Linked DNA regions of Ovis aries: region 1 is linked to region 2. Evidence: chromatin contacts called from public Hi-C data. All regions are on one chromosome and are shown on one strand. Each heading gives the region's core, a stretch centred on a gene start, on an enhancer-like site or on the middle of the called end of the contact. The rest is flanking DNA. Distances are from core to core; before and after follow the strand shown. Region 1 holds the start of SOST (sclerostin). Region 2 has its middle 36 kb from the start of MEOX1.

Region 1 (4,309 bases), core at 1,476-3,975, 49 kb before region 2:
AGAAATGGGGAATAGATTCGTGGTGCCATGGGGTTAGAAGTGAAGGAGGAGGGCATGATTATAAAAGGGCAATGAGAGGCATCTTTGTAGTCAGAGTTGTTCTTTGTCTTGACCATAATGGTTGTTACTTGAACCAATACATGATAAAGTTGCATAGAACTAACACACACACACACATACAAGTAAAACTGGGGAAATCTGAATAAGACTGGTAAATTGTATCAATGTCAGTATCCTGGCTTTTGCAAGATGTTATCATCAAGAGAAAATGGGCAGAGGGAACAGGAAATTTTCTCTATATTCTTACAAGTGCATGTGAATTTACCATGACTCCAAAATAAAAAGTTTAACTCAATATATGACTTTGTCCAAGGATGTTCATAGCATCGCTGCTGAGGATAGAGGAACGTCGGAAATAACCTAAACTACCAACAACAGAAGTCAGCTAAAACCCTGAGGGTTTAACTCTGGGGAGTAATGTCTAGCTCTGAACAATGACAGGTCTGTGGACTGAATAAATATAAAACTGAATCAGTGTTCAGTGAGAAAGCAGATGGCCTCACAGCAGGTTCTCGCCGAGCCATTCTGTGAAAAGCATGGCTATACCTTGGCAGAGAGTAATTCAAAAGAATGGAGCTAATTTACAGGTTCAAGTCCACTGGATCCTTCTTCTCTTCCTTCTCCTCCTTTTCTCTCCTTCTCACTCTCTCTAAAACATTACTTCTGTTTCAAATGATGAAATCCCGAGCCTCGCCATCCTCTGATCACTGGCTCCTCCTTCCGTCTCCAGCAGATGGCAGAAGTGTTACAAGGATGGTCCCCTCAGTCTCCGTTTCCTAGGAATGAGCTGCAGACCCCAACAGCAGGTGGGGCTCCAGCATCAAGTCCCTCCAGTTCAAGGAATCCAGACATCAGAAATGCCCTCTCAGAACTCCAGGGCAAGAAGTCTGGCCACAATAGGGTTAACGGTCCGCATTCCAGAGTCAGGGAAAAGGAGGCTGGAAGGTCACAGACAAGGGGAGAGGGTTCGGAGGGCCCCCTTCTCACAACACGGCCAGCTCTGTTGGGAGAGATAGATCACCCGCAACAATGGCCACAGCTGTTTTCGTCTGCCCTGAAGGAAACTGACTTGGGAAGCAGGTATCAGAGGGGGCCCTTCCTGCAGGGGCTTCTGTCTGGCTTGTAAAACTGTCAGAGCAGCTGCATTTATGTGTTGAGTGATGGATGATGGAAAGGAGGGACAGACGGCCGCAGATGGACACAGTGACTTACAAGTCGAGGCAGGTGGCAGAGTGTGGGGTGTGCAGGTGGGGTGTGCTGATTCATTGCCCAGTGAAAATACCAAATACCACAGTCCACTTCCCAGCCTCCTTCGAGGCCTGGAGCGAGTGTGCCTCCTCAAACAATCCGTCTGCCACGAACGCTTCCGCGGGTGCGCCTTTCTTTTCCTGCACCTCAGGTGTGAATCTTCCTCCCCCTCCCTGGGCCCTCTTTGTTTTCCAGGGTGTGTTTGTGTGCTCAATCACTCAGTCATGTCCAACTCTTTGCAACGTTATGGACTATAGCCTGCCAGGCTCCTCTGTCCATGGGACTCTCCAGGCAAGAATACTGGAGTGGGTTGCCATACCTTTCTCCAGGGGATCTTTCCAACCCAGAGATAGAACCCAGGTCACCAGCATTGTGGGCGACCTGAGCCACCAGGGAAAGGTAGCGATTCCTTCTGAGCTCTCTGTGGCTAGCTGGACCTGGTACTGCTTCACCGAATGCATCCATCCCATGCTCTGCACCAATAAGGTTTTCCACACAGGACTCAAAGCGGGTTTTGAAAAATGTAATGGTCTGGGAAACAAGAAAAAAAAAATGTCAGCACTAAAAATGCTGGCTTCCACTTTTGCTAAGAAAAGGGATTTTGTGCTCTCTACTTCTACCCACAGCATGGCCCGGGAAATAACTGCCCGTGGCACATCAGCCTGCCAAGAAGTGCCTGTCACCAAGCACAAGATCTCCAGGGAGCCTGAGCCGAGGTTTCCTCCTTGTCTCCATCACCAGAGCCTGTTGACCTCTCACCCTGGCCTGGAAACCAGAATCCCTGCCCCCTCGGAAGTAGAAGCCCCTGCTGTGACCCTCCAGATTTCCCTCTTGCCTTCCAGAGGGATGATGACAAGAGGGGCCTTCTTGGTCAGGATAATTGATGCTGAGCCACATGTAGGCCAATGAGAGTTCTTAAAAAGCTGCCTTCTGCCTCTGCCTGGGTCCGTGGGGGCCAATAGACACCATCGTTTTATTTTGGTGGGGTGACAAATGAACTTGGCCTGAGAGGTGGGATCAGCAGGGCTAAGACCTGCAGAGAACTCAGAGCTGTAGTTTGCTTCATTAAGCTAGTGCTGAGTTTGTTTTGAGAAAGCCTGAGGGGCCCAGGGAGGTAGAGATGAGGAGCTGGAGCTCGTTTTGATATCCGAAAACTGCAGCCGCCTGCACGTGGGAGGCGCTGAGAGCAGGCTTGCCTCACACGCCCCCCTCACCATTGGTCACCTGGGAGCACCAGCAGCAATTTGGGAGATTTCTGAGCTCAAGGAGGAGTCTTTGGGGAGGGCTTGCCTGGAGCACACCCCGTTCCCTCCTCCTGGGCTGAGGGAAGCATGGGACCAGCCCTGCCCCAGCCTGTCCTCATTGGCTGGCATGAGGCAGAGGGGGCTTTAAAAAGGCAAACGTGTCCAGGCTGGGGACTGGAGCCTGTGCTACTAGGAAGGCCGAGTGCCCTCCTCCAGCTGGCACTATGCAGCTCTCTCTTGCCCTGTGTCTCGTCTGCCTGCTGGTGCATGCAGCCTTCCGCGTGGTGGAGGGCCAGGGGTGGCAGGCCTTCAAGAATGATGCCACGGAAATCATCCCTGAGCTGGGCGAGTACCCCGAGCCTCTGCCAGAGCAGAACAACAAGACCATGAACCGGGCGGAGAACGGAGGGAGACCTCCCCACCACCCCTTTGAGACCAAAGGTATGTGACGCAGGAGAGTATTTTTAGCATAAGGGTCCTGGGAAGGTTCTCTTTGGGACTGTTACCAGCACCAGTGGACAGACAACTTTGCCAGGAAGCCAGGGAAAGATGCCATGTCAGCTGTATCCTTAGAACTCAAGTGCGAGGGCGTGGGGCTGACAGGGTCCTGGGAGTGAAAGTGCAGAGCAGGAGGGAGGCTGCGGTGGTGGGTGCAGCTCTGGGACAGGCTCAGGGGCTCAGAAAGGAGATTTCAAAGAATCCCCTCCTGAGAAGAGAGGAGTAGGGTCCAACTGCTGACCCCACTGGGGAGGGGACAAGACAAGGGAGCTTCACGTCTGTGAGCACCCGCTAGATGCAGTCGCTACATGGACTATGCCTGGACCGTACCCCAGGGAACTCCCAAGGTCCTCCTCCCAAGGAGGCTTCAGAGATGAAGTGGCTTGTTAAGCCAGCTGAGATTTGAAGCTAGTTTGATCCAATTACAAGACAGCCCTGGAAGGGGACTACATAGGGGATGTCGGAGGCCAAAAGTCACAACGAATCCTGGCAAAGCAGTGAGAAAGGGACGCCAGAGGGGCACCCCTTCAGCCCCCACCACCCATGATCTACCCAGTGAGCTGGCCCTTGAAGGAATGGGCGCTGCAGCTACCTGAGTGGGGGCCCTGGAGGGGAAGCAGCATCCTTGGGGCCGGGCATGGACACAGGTGGCACCCTCTGTCCTGAGTCGCCACCCTAGATCTAGCCTTGCCTCCTTCCTGGGAGGGAGCCTGACCCTAGTGAAAGGGCAGAGACCCCACCTGGGTCCCTGGCTGGGTCTGCACAGAGAAGCCTGAGGGGCAGCATGCGTAGCTGGCTCTGCAGATGGCAGGAATGGCTGGGGGCAGGGGGCCGGAATGATGCTTCAGAGGAAGGCCCTCTGGCCGCAGTCCAGGTGGGAGAGGAGTCCACAGCCCTGGCCCTGGGATCCCATCCTGCCCTGCCTCCCAACCAGCTGGGAATGGGGGCTCTGCAGAGGGCACGCCAGAGGAGCCGTGCCTCTCCCCTGCTCCTGCCCAGGGAAGATCAAGTAAACTCAAGGGATGGGCTGTAAGGAACCCAAGATGTCCACCTCTCTGGGTTCCCATGAATGCCACAGGTGCAGAGGAAGCCACGTGCTCCGGAGTCACCCTGTGCAGAGGAAGCACTTGACCTAGGGGTACTATTCTTGGAAAGCCCCAAGCCTCCTTCCCTGGGCAAACAGGCCGCCCCCACACACCACCCCTGCGGGCCTAGGAGCAGGGGCAAGGGTGCCAAACCAGACCAGAAACAAAAGGCCA
Region 2 (4,325 bases), core at 1,147-3,646:
TATTTGAAAGGCTCTACCTGTCAGCTTTTGTTTTTGTTATCAAACTTATTTTGAAAATGTTCAGTCCTAAAGAAAAGTTGCAAGAATGTTGTAAAACGTCCAAACGCCTGCCACCTAAATTCTCCCATTCTTAGCATTTTGCCATATTTGCTTTTGTTCTTTCTTGCTGTGCATGCATATATCTAATATAATAAAATACACTGGTATTCTTCTTGTCTTTTATTTTGCTAAACCACTTAAGAGTAAGCTGCAGAGATCATGATCTGTCCCCTCCTCAAATACTCCAAGGACATTTTCCTACATCCCTACAGGAAAATACTCAATCTCGAGAAGTTGAATACCAACGCAATACTATGATCTAATTTCCAGTCCATTTTCTAATTCCACTGATTGTTCAATACCATCCTTTATAGCAGCTCTTTGTTTCAATCCAACTGAACAAGCTCTTCAATAGTCAAAGACCCAGGAAACAGATCCCCTTCGCCCCTTGCCTCATGGCTGGCCAGGACCGGCAGTCATATAGGAGGAATGAAGCTATGATCAGAAAACAAGGCCAAGCTTGGGAGGGCAAATGGGGCCAGATGTAAGGTCTGGCTAAGCTTGGGCAGCCCTGAAAGCTTCTTCCAGGGGATCCCGGAGGATGGAGGTGCACTGGGGGAGGAGAATACTGGTTCTCAAAAGTATTGGGAGCCTAAGGGAGACAGGAGGCTCTCATGCCTCCTGTGACAGCACCAATCCCTGGGCCCAGGTTGGTGGGGGGAGGGGAGCTGTGTTAGGGAGATGGGGAGACAACCAACATTTAGGCACAGGAGCTGGCAGGAGATGGGCAGCCTTGTCATCTGAATGCTAAGCGGCTCGTTTATACATTCCGTCAACAAGTGTTTATTGCACCCTTGCTATATGCCGAGAACTATTCTAAATGCTGGGGATAAAACTTGGATTTGGCCCCAGCTCCAGCCCCTGTTTATGTTCTATTGAAAGATGTGACAGTTTGGGAGTTTTAAAAATATATTTATTTATTTGGCTGCACTGGTCTTAGTTGCAGTGCATGGGATTTTTATTGTGGCATCCAGGATCTAGTTCCCTGACTAGGGATCAAACCCAGGCCCCCTGCACTGGAAGCTTGGAGTCTTAGCCAGTGGACCACCAGGGAAGTTCCTGGGGGATGTGATAGTTTGAAGTACGGTTATGGAAAGAGTCACTCCCCACCCCCACCCACCACACCCATACATCCACATACTTGTTATGAGGGGTATATATTTCCTCACTTTGCTGATATTAGACTTAGCCATGATGTTTCTTTAGCCAGCAGAATGTTAGCGGCTTGCTCCTTGGAAGAAAAGCTATGACCAACCTAGACAGCATATTAAAAAGCAGAGACATCACTTTGCCAACAAATGTCCATATAGTCAAAGCTATGGTTTTTCCAGTAGTCATGTATGGATGTGAGAGTTGGACCATAAAGAAAGCTGCGTGCCAAAGAATTGATGCTTTCTAACTGTGGCACTAGAGAATACTCTTGAGAGTCCCTTAGACAGCAAGGAGATCAAACCAGTCAATCCTAAAGGAAATCAACCCTGACTATTCACTGGAAGGACTGATGCTGAAGCTGAAGCCCCAGTACTTTGGCCATCTGATGCGAAGAGCTGACTCATTGGAAAAGATGCTGGGAAAGACTGAGAGCAGAAGGAGAAGGGCGTGGCAGAGGATGAAATGGTTGGATGGCATCATCAAAACAATGGGCATGAGTTTGAGCAAGCTCCAGGAGATAGTGAAGGACAGAGAAGCCTGGTGTGCTGCAGTCCATGGAGTTGCAGAGTCAGACATGACTAAGCAACTGGACAACAACAGCACTGTGAGCATCCTTAAATATCCTGTGACATTTACCTTGGCTTTTAAGTTCCTGCCATTTGCCGCCATGGAAAGGCTAAGTCCCACTGGTCCAAGGACAATGAAGAATTACTTGAATCTGCACAGGAGCTACAACCTGGAGCTGTGCTGCCTAGCGGCCCCACAAACTCACAAATAAGAAAAAGAAATGCTGTTGTTTTAAGCCCCTGAGTACTGGGGTGGTTTGTTACACAGCATTGCTTCAGTAATAGCTGACTAAGATGGGCAGCAACAACAGAAACCAGCCAACATGTAAATGCGCCACGTCAGGGGATGATAGAGACAGGAAGAAAAGGAAAGCTGAAGAAGAGGAAAAGGGCAGTGGGTGCCGCGGAGCTAGGGCAGCCAGGGAAGGCTCTTTGATAAGGGGACTGGGGGAAGGAAGTGGGGATGAGTCATGTGGCTTTATCTAGGGGAGGGGATTTCAGTCATAGGAAATGGCAAGTGCGTAGGTCCCAAGGCAGGAATGAGCTTCCTGGAGGAGCAAGTCTGAGGCTGGAGGAGCAGGAGGCAACGGAAGGGCAGAGTGGGGGTGACGCAAGATGGCTCAGGAAGGGTGCTGGGGCCAGACCCTGTGGGAAGGATGTGGACTTTTATTCTCATCATCTAGTATAACTAGTAAGCTGTCTGATGAAAGAGCTCGAGAACACGTGCAAAGGCAGAGGGGTTGGGAAAGTCACTGGCTGAGCCCCCTGCTCTGAGACCTGCAAGGAAAGGACCGTTGTAGGCCACAATCCAGCCAGTGTCCGGGGGCCTTTTCCCAGCTTCATCTTCCCGATTTTCTGTGAGGCTCTCCCTACCCTTTGCCTCAGTGACCCTTCCCTACGCTTACTCCCCTCTTACACCTCCAGTGCCTTCTCCGCTCCCCAGCCTTTCACTGGGCCTTCCGGACACCCACCCCTCCACTTCCTGCTCCCCTCAGTCAGCTCTCAAGGTGGGAATGACTCCCAGCTCTCCAGCCCCATCTTCTCTCTGGGACCCTGGGCATTCTGTCATGAGCTCCCTACTTAGCTGTGTCCCCCAAGGCAGCCTCACACTCCAGACTTGGCCTAAACTGAGGCCATCCCCAGGGGAGAGGCTCTCAGAGACTGTCTGAAACCTAGGAGATCCGTAGATCCCCTCCTCACCCCCAGAGTCCATTCAAGTTCACAGCTCAGCACCCCAGTTCCATTTTGATAAAATGCCAATTTCTAAATGTCACTCCTTAGCCCCCACCTTGGGTGGCTGCTCTCTCCGGAGATGGAGAAACCCTGCTGGGACCAGCACTGAATAGGCTCTCCAGTTGGGTCTCAGGTCATCTTTGTTCCCTGGGTAGACCCTCCACTCCAGCCTAATGGGACCCTCTCCTCCGCCATGACCTCCAGCACATTTTCCCCTCTGTTTTCACCTTGCCTTGAGCGCAACAGGTATTTACTGAGGGCCTACTGCGTGCAAGGCACTGTCCAGGGTGCTGAGGAGCAGAGGGGTACCCAGCATAATCCACCTCCTCTTTCTTGGAGCCTACAGCCCCTGGAGCCCCTCAGGGGGCCCCCACCATCCTCCCTGATCTTTTCCTTCCCACCCCTCCCTCCAGGTGGGGCCACTCAGAGCCTCAGTGACCAAGTGGCTTCTCCTGCCACTTGGCTGCTTGGCACTTAAGCATATCTTGCCTTGAGTCTGATTGTTCCTTTAGATGAAAATTTCCTTTTTAATTGTAAAAGTAATGCATGTTTTTACTTTGTTTCAAAGTTTTTAGTTACTGATTCAATTTCCTTAATTGATATTAGGCTATTCAGATGTTATTCTCTGAGTTAATTTTTACAGTTTGTCTTTGATATCATTCAGCTTAATTAAGTTGTCAAGTTTGTTGGCAAAATAAGTAAATAATGCATACTCATCGTGGAAAAATGGAAAATACAGAAAAGATAGAAGAAAAAAGTCTTATTATGTTAGAATAGTTAAAGCTTCCCTTTAAAACAGACATTGACTTCCCTGGCATTCTGGTGGTTAAGATCCAGGCTCCTAATGCAGGGTGCACGGGTTTGATCTTTGGTCAGGGAACTAAGATTCCACATGCCACATGGTGTGGTTAAAAAAAAATATCAGATTATCTGGAACAAAAAAGAAGTCTTTAACAGTTGCCTTCCACACCCCTTCCTAACAGAGAAGGGCAGCCTCGATTTCCCCGGTGGGAAATGGAGCCTGGGTTGTTGTTTAGTCGCTCAGTCGTATCTGACTCTGTGACTCCATGGACTGCAGCACACCAGGCTTCCCTGTCCCTCACCATCTCCCAGAGTGTGCTCAGACTCATTTCCATTGAGTCGGTGATGCCATCCAACCATCTCATCCTCTGTCACTCCCTTCTCCTCCTGCCCTCAATCCTTCCCAGCATCAGGGTCTTTCCGATTAGCTGGCTCTCCGCATCAGGTGACCAAAGTACTGGAGCTTCAGCTTCA

The links. Hi-C and Micro-C count contacts between places; a contact is called where the count stands out from the background.
Region 1: a Hi-C map of liver shows a contact between it and region 2, with 5 times the contacts expected there. The contact joins the promoter of SOST here to the enhancer-like site in region 2. A contact is called at or near these places in 12 of 16 Hi-C or Micro-C datasets (blood, hypothalamus, liver and 6 more).

Annotation. Positions count from the first base shown.
Region 1 is chr11:43,394,883-43,399,191 of ARS-UI_Ramb_v3.0, reverse strand. It overlaps SOST (sclerostin), which reads left to right and starts at 2,725. Exons shown (of 2, transcript XM_015098809.3): 1 at 2,725-2,993. The coding sequence starts at 2,777. It overlaps LOC132657351 (a long non-coding RNA gene), which reads right to left. Exons shown (of 2, transcript XR_009595359.1): 2 at 1-1,839.
Region 2 is chr11:43,345,487-43,349,811 of ARS-UI_Ramb_v3.0, reverse strand. No RefSeq gene overlaps it. Among named protein-coding and RNA genes, the nearest start is that of MEOX1, 36 kb to the right of the region's middle. Within about 2 kb of position 2,396, at least 1 of the 54 cell types and tissues checked has an H3K27ac peak or open chromatin away from gene starts, as enhancers often do. A contact at or near this core is called in liver, where this site is marked.